Regions from separate parts of the Mus musculus genome. Here region 2 is linked to region 1. Evidence: chromatin contacts called from public targeted proximity ligation data. All regions are on one chromosome and are shown on one strand. The core of a region is the stretch at or near the end of the contact, and the rest is flanking DNA. Distances in the headings are between cores, read along the strand shown. Region 1 overlaps Ostf1 (osteoclast stimulating factor 1). Region 2 holds the start of D030056L22Rik (RIKEN cDNA D030056L22 gene).

The links.
Region 2: a contact with region 1 is called in a targeted proximity ligation map of embryonic stem cells, with 15 read pairs. A contact is called at or near these places in 3 of 39 promoter capture datasets (the C10 cell line, the HPC-7 cell line and pre-B cells), 4 of 484 Hi-C or Micro-C datasets (Sertoli cells, Th1 cells and embryonic stem cells), 11 of 130 datasets of targeted methods (the 230-238 cell line, CD8 T cells, the SCID.adh cell line and 4 more) and 2 of 9 other capture datasets (adipose tissue and pancreatic islet).

The regions. Positions count from the first base shown.
Region 1 is chr19:18,606,653-18,610,387 of GRCm38.p6, forward strand. The region is part of intron 1 of Ostf1 (osteoclast stimulating factor 1); the gene reads right to left. Among named protein-coding and RNA genes, the nearest start is that of Ostf1, 23 kb to the right of the region's middle.
Region 2 is chr19:18,711,474-18,715,208 of GRCm38.p6, forward strand. D030056L22Rik (RIKEN cDNA D030056L22 gene) reads left to right here and starts at 1,762. Exons shown (of 2, transcript NM_001374130.1): 1 at 1,762-2,186. The coding sequence starts at 1,851.

The sequences.
Region 1 (3,735 bases), core at 364-2,863:
ACCCGGCCGTCAGTGGTAACATGGACCACAGACATCAATGTGGCCTCTAGTGGGAGATCAGACCACAGACATTCACAGCTTCCAGCCATGGATAGACCATGAACCTCAACAAGGCCTCTGGCAGCAGCACAGACACCATCACAGTCTTCGGTGGCAGCACAGGCCAAGGACATCAACATGGTCCCTGGTGGTAACATGACCCACAGTGAACTACCTACCACACATGGCTGGTAACTGGTATATTCAAGAATGTAAGACTAGAGAAAATGGGAATGAGTCTAACGTCCATTAGGAGAGAACTATGTTAAGTCAACCCTGATTCATCAGCATGTTGGAACCATTAAAAAGGAATGCTAACCGTTAGGGAGTCAGTCTACATGCCCATCAAGTGGCAAAATGAGGAGGAAAATATCGGGGCTAGATTCATGGCTCAGTCAGCAGAGTTCCTGCCATGAAAACTTGAGAATCTAGGTTCATTCCTAGCACTCATGTAAAACAGCTGGGTGTGGTGGCTTGTTTCTCCAGTCTCAGGACAGTACCAGAGAGGAAGAGACACACAAATCCCTGGAGCTAACTGGCCAGACAGTGTAGCCAAAGCAGGGAGCTCCAAGTTTGGTGAGAGACCCTGTCTCAATAAATAAAGTGGAGCGCAACTGAGGAACACACCCAGCATTGACCTCTGGCCTTCACATACACACATGAAAACACACCTGCACGCCCAGGTTCACACACATACCTTGAACAACTGCACCATTTATGGGGCCCTTCACATTCTAATTTACACTGCTGTTTCCATTCACTGCACTGAATGTTTATAGAACATTTATAACGTGTGAAAACTGCGGCCATACCGTATCATTCCGAGCAGGGGAGGAAATCAGTCTCTTTCCTGTAAATGTCCTACCGTGGAAAAGCATCTCAGAGTCTCCCGGGACTTGATGAGTGTAACAGAAAACCTCTCTCAAGTACACTAGCTCACACCTGCAAGGCTAGATAGCATTCCGAGGCTAAGACAGGGCTGCCCGGAGTGTGAGACCACCCTGGGCTACACACACAGTAACATCCAGGCCAGCCTGTACCAGAGTGAAGCCCTGTCTCAAAAAGTAAGCAGGGCTGGGAAGATAGCTCAGTGGGTAAGGTTCCTGCAAACAAATAGATGTAATTTTTTTTTTTCTTGTTGTTGTTAGTTTGCTTGTTTGGGGACTATCCATACCTCCCACCCCTGATTTATGGAGAAAGGAAACACCACCTTTAACCCTACCGTGTAGATCCAGAGGGCTCTACACAGCAAGCTCTATACCGTGAGAGTTGGTGCAGAAACAAGGAGGGCAGGGGAAGGAGGCGGGGCTGCCTGAGAAAGGCTCCAGGCTGAGGTGATCGTTCTCAGATGGTTCAGATTGTCATCTCAGTTACCTCAAACTTTCCAGAGAGAAGTCACAAAGGAAGCAGTCCTCTCGTGACCAACATCCAGGCTAGAGCTTTCCAGTTCCCTTCAGAGATAGTCTAAGGAGGGACGACTGGTGGATACTCTTGTAAACAAGATACAAACCACCAATTTGCATAGTTCCAGTTCTTTCCATTTTGATGCTAAATACTGAAGGAGATTAGCCAGACACACAAAGCAGCATTCCAGCGGTAAAATACCAAGACAGTTCATCACAGACCCCTACTTACTACTGCTTAATACTGGGCGTTGCCTTTTATCTATCCTTTTCACTCCATGTTCTAAAGGCTCAGGGCTGGAATTCTCAAAATCGAAGTAACTAGAAATGAAAGAGTTTAACAGAAACATCCAAAGGCCAAGGAATCACAAAACCAGGAGATTTCTCACAATTGCAGGCTAATGGGCCTAAATATTCTGTTGTTAGAACAATTAATACTAATATGCAATCCGCTGGTCCTCTTGGCACACAGAGTTATCTCTGGACTGTGTTCTGTAGACTTCGGGCTTACAGCAGTGTCTAGGGGATGAAACCGAAGCTCTGTTTCTTGCTGACGTCCTGACAGACATCTAACAACAGATCAAGAACACACGGTGATCAAGTTTACTGATCCAATTTTACTTAAGGAAGGCAGACTCACAGATGTCAAAGAGCTATGCTCTTGGACATGCAACAAAGCTTTCTAAGGCTCTCTGCTCATTCTCTCACCAAGTATTGTTACATACAACAGAGAGAGCAGGAAGCTAAGAGACTGTGGAAATGGTCTGAAATTGGGATCCATAAGAATGAAGGGCTCCCCCCCCCAAAAAAAAGGCCCAACATAACCTTTGTCTTAAATGTAGGTTGAGTCTGAAATGATCTAGCATTCAGATGGCTCTGCAGGAAGATTCTGAATTAAGCAGTTCTAACCACCATCACCACCACCACCGCGGCCATAGCCACTGTTTCTGAGGTCTTATTTCCAGCCTTGCCCTTCCCTTTTCTCACTAACCCCCTTATCCCCTAGAGAGGAGGAGACTATCATCAACAGCAGTGTTGTCTTTTCCTCTGGAGGAAGGCTGGCCCTAGACTTCAAAGCGTGAAGGTCAAGGTCGTGGAAGGGTGAAAGGAGGGGAGCTGGTCTTTCCCGGGCAGGGAAGGGAAGCATGGGCTTTTCCAGTATTTGTCTTTGCTCCTCTGGAGCCCTGAAACAACATTTAGATAACTCAGGACTTGTAAAAGTGAGCAAAACATGTCAAATCGATCTTGTTTGTTGTTAGTGAAGAGCTGGCAGAGCTTCACATACCTGAATTCAACTGGCATATACCCACCCATACACAAAAACAATGAAGACAGAATTACCCTATAAAATCAATGCCTCAACTAGGCACTGGAAGCTAACAAATAAAATGCCATGTGCCAAGTGTTCTTTACTTCTTTTGGACTTGCTGACTAGTGAGTGTCTTAGTTAGGGTTTCTATTGATGGGATAAAACACTATGACCATGATAAGCAACTTGGCGTCACAAGTTAATTTCTTTTATACTTTCACATCATAGTCCTTCATGAAAGGCAATCAGGGTGGGAACTCAAGCAGGGCAGGAACTTGGCAGAGGCTGATGTGGTGGCTATAGAAGAATGCTCCTTAGTGGCTTGCTCTCCACCTCTTGCTCTCTGCCTTTCTTATAGCTCCCAGTACCACCAGCCCAGGGGAGGCAGCACCCATAGTGAGCTAACTGGAGCTTTCCACATCCACCATCAGTCATGAAAATGTACCACAGGCTTGCCCACAGGCCACTCTGGTGGGTGAAATTTTTCCATTGATGGCCCATCTTTCCATATGACTCTGGTTTGTGTCAAGTTGACATAAAATTGGCCAGAATAGCCAGTGAGGCCCCCTGAGACTCTCGAATATTATATCTACTGGCTATCCCCAGTGCTCTAGTTTATCATCCAGAACTTGGTAGTGAGGCCTTATTACTAACACACCACATGCTTAAGTCATAGAACATTGCAAAATCAAGCTGGTGTTGACCTGGAAGGTCCATCCATCCTACATGCTAGCTTTCACAGTGCTGGAAGGCTCTATCCGAGCTACTAGGGAGGAAAAGTAGTCCAAACGTGCCCAACTATGAATCCTGCAAGCTACAACAATTGACTGGTCTAGAAAGACGTGGTCAGAAAATGGGATACTATTATCAATAGAAGGAAGTTAACAAGTCATGAAAAGGTGGAGAAGACTTCAGTGCACGTTGCTTAGTAAACGTAATCAGTCTGCGAAGGCTACATCTCCTGATCCTTGCCACCGCATCTCT
Region 2 (3,735 bases), core at 512-3,011, 100 kb after region 1:
CATTCAGAAAAACACTTTGTAATAAATCTGTACAACGCATTTTTGAACAATGCTCTTAGCATTTATAGATTTTGTTTTTCAAGACAGGGTCTCTCTGTGTAGCCGTGACTATCCTGGAACTAGATCTGTAGACCAGACTGGCCAAGAACTCACAGACTGCCTCTGCCTCCCGAGTGCTAGGACTAAAGGTTTTCCAAACCACTTTTAAGATAAAGCTTTTAAGGCGATGCACTCTCATGTCTTCGCAGGCGCATGTGTATGTATGGCAAAATGCCACGTCTAAAAATAAGCAGCGTATTGTATGTCAGCTAGATCTTAGTATATCTTAAAATATTAGCAAATCCAAAAAAGCATCTTAGAAATACAGATAAGTGAGTGGACTGAGGGGGAAATTACAAAGAAGTAGTAATTCATGGTCCGAAACAAGACTACTTGGGGACAGGAAAGAGAAACGGGACAGTGAAGAGGCACACAGATGCTCTTTCCCTTCTGAAGCCAGGCAGGGACACTTGCGTGTTACGGTCATTTTAGCTATGCATATGCTTTATACTACCTTGTGTACATAATGCTAAGTATCACAAGGAATGAGGGGCGGGGTGGGGGGAGGGCAGCAAGATTCTGGAGAACAGAAGGAACACACCTGCCCATGTTGTATTCTATTGTGTTGGAACATGGTCTCCGCACAACAAATCATCTGTGTCACTAGTGTGAAAATGGCAATGGCGAATTTATCATTTGTTCCAGGTGGAAGAATTACCAAGTGCAAACAGGAAATGGAGCGATCAAACAGAACTTTCTGTACACTACCGATAACGCTGTTTGTGCTTGTTGGTTATTTGCTGTCCTCCCACCAATGCAAACCGTGATGGGTTTGTTTGAGCCAGTATTTTAGTCTTTCGGTAAAAGCAAAAAGTAACTCAAGGATAGAGATCTTGCCTCCCATGCCCAAGGCCGTAGGTTCAATCCCCAGTGCTGGAAGGAAGTTTCTCTGTGTAGATGGCTTACAACTACATCTAGAGATATTTAAGCATGCACATGGCGCATATTCATAAATACACCCATACACAGTACCTATCAGCTAAAACAGCTCTACCATGCCCTAGAAAGAATGTTTCTCCGGAGCGTTGATGGGCTTGGTTTCTTTTTGTTTGTTTTGTTTTTTCCTTAGTTTTGTTTGGTTACTGCGTTTTCTCCTTATCCTTGCAGCACTGGGGATAGAATCTAAGGCCTTGGGCATGGTAGGCAAGCACCCTATCCTTTAGTTACTTTTTGCTTTTTACCAAAAAAAAAAAAAAAAAAAAAAGTACGGACTTATTTCTGCCACGGTTTACATTTTTCTGCCAAGACACCACCCACTGGAGAGGTCCTGGAACCTGCAGGCCGCTGCGGGCTAAGCAGACACTTCCGCCGCCCCAGGATCGCAGCACAGAGGAAAGGGCCCCAGCGCACTTGCCGCTGGGACCTCTGAGGCCGCGGAGTCTTTCGGCCGCTCCTGCCCGAGTCCTCGCTTGGGGACCGAGAGGCGCACACACAGGGGAATGCGAACAACCGTGCAAGTCAAAAGAAGGCCGCCAGGGGGTAGCGGCCTCCTTCCATCCACATCCCCATGCCCCGCCCCCTCAGAGGGCGCACTTCCGGCCGCAAGGGCGCTCGGGAACGCGAACCGCGAGCCTCCACCAACCAGCGGCTGTGCTGGATGGGCGCAGGTGCGCGCGCATCACGGCGCAGGTTCGAAACTCCGGCGCTGCGCGGTGGCTCCCCCACAACGTCTCGTCCGCCCTCGGGACAGCCGAGCTCTGCGCTGCCCTTCGCCCTCCGCCCGCCGCCCGCGCGACCCTCGTCCCTGGCCCATGGCCAAGCGGCGTGCGGCTGAGCCGCTCACGTTCCGCGTGCCTTGGAAGCGGCTCCTGCTCAGCGACTTCCCCGAGGAGCCGCCGCTCTGGGTCCCGCCGTCTGGGACGGCTCGGCCCCTCAAGCGCCAGGGGGACGCGGGGATCATGGCGGAGCCTGCGTCTGCGCCCCGCAAGCGACGCGGCGGCGGGGACGACAGACAGGAGCTGCAGGGCTGTAGCCGGGAGCCCGGAGAGCCACCTCCTGGCGAGCAGGAGGAACCCCGGGCCGCGGGCGGCGGCGACAGAGTAGAAAGCGCGGGCAGCCCGCAGGTAGCCGACGGGGTGCACAGCCAGGTAGGTCCGCTACTCACTAGCCCGGAGCTCGGTGCCAGGCCGCGGAAGTCGGGCCATCGAGTGGGCCAGACGGGCTGGACCCTAGAGGGTCAGCTCAGTGACCAACGGGAGAGAGGCGTTTAATTTGATGGGGAATGCTGTAGAACTTCTAGCATGCTTTCCAGTAGCATTCATCAGAGGACCTGTTAACTCCTAATGTTCAGTGCTGTGAGAATGGATTGTTGGACTCACTGTCCTCTCCGCTGCTTTGTTTTGGTAGCCGCTAGCCATGTGATCAGACAGAATACACTAGAAATATAACTTGACCAAACTTATGTGTTTTAAGTGTAAGAAGAGTAGGAGCGCCAAATATGTTTTAAGATAAAGGGTCGGGTTCTGAACTGTGTTACACACGAAGCAACTTGCCGCATATTGGGTGTACTGTTTGTTAATTTTATTTTTAGACACGTGACTAGAAAACTTAAAGTGAGTGTTTTGCTTTTTCAGACAGGGTTTATCTATGTGTAGCCCTGGCTGTCCTGGAACTCACTCTGTAGACCAGGCTGGCCTTGAACTCAGAAATCCGCCTGCCACTGCCTCCCAAGTGCTGGGATTAAAGGCGTGGGCCACCACTGCCCGGCCTTCGAGTGAGTTATAACCCATACTATATATGTATCGCACAGCATTGGCCCGACTTAGGGACTCAAGAGCCTTCTTTAAAGCAGTTCTTGCATAAGTTGGTGGAGCATGAGGTGAAGAAGCAAGGGTGATTCTTAGAGCTCGCCAAACTCAGCCACCTTGGCATGCGTCTGCTCAGTGTCCTTTTCTAGTTATTTTATAACAAAGTTGATAAGATAACGGAAATTTTCTCTTCGTGTAGCCCTGGCTGTCCTGGACCAGGCTGGCCTCGAACCCAGAGATCCACATTTCCTCTTGCCTTTCGAGTGCTGAGATTAAAGGCGTTCAGGGAGATTATCTTTCAATACTACACTCACTGTTTTTAGGTGAAAGTTACTGGTTTCTTAAGCAGAAGTATTGGATGTAACTGCAGGCACCCTAGCTTTATGTGCACAGGTGATGAGAGAGACTGACTGGCCAAGGGGAGCGAGCGTTCAGTAAGCAGACACCACACCATCCAGTCCTTGCTTAGACACAGTTGGCTAGACCTGTTGGTCTTCCCTTGTTAGTAGCAGCCAGCAGAAGACCGTGAGGCCCAGGAGTGTTCTGTCAGCTCTGCTCCTTGAGTTCCTTATCTTCTGAAGAACCTTGAGAAGATAGGAATTCTCCATCTTTTCTAGCTTCCAAAGACAAAGGTTTGTTTTAAGAGCTAATCATCCAGGAGAAAAGGATGTAACAAAAAGCAAACTGGTGTCAGTGTCTGCCTGATTTCTGCTTGCTCAGATGAGGGCATAAATCCTTGCCCTAACGCTATGGATAGTCTTGTGTAGGAAATGGTGCCACAGGTGTCTTCTTTCCAAGCACAGTACTTGCCTGCTTTGTGTTGTCAGACTTAAGGATGTCACCTTTATTGTTTCATACGAACACTCACATGTGTGTGTATGCACAACTT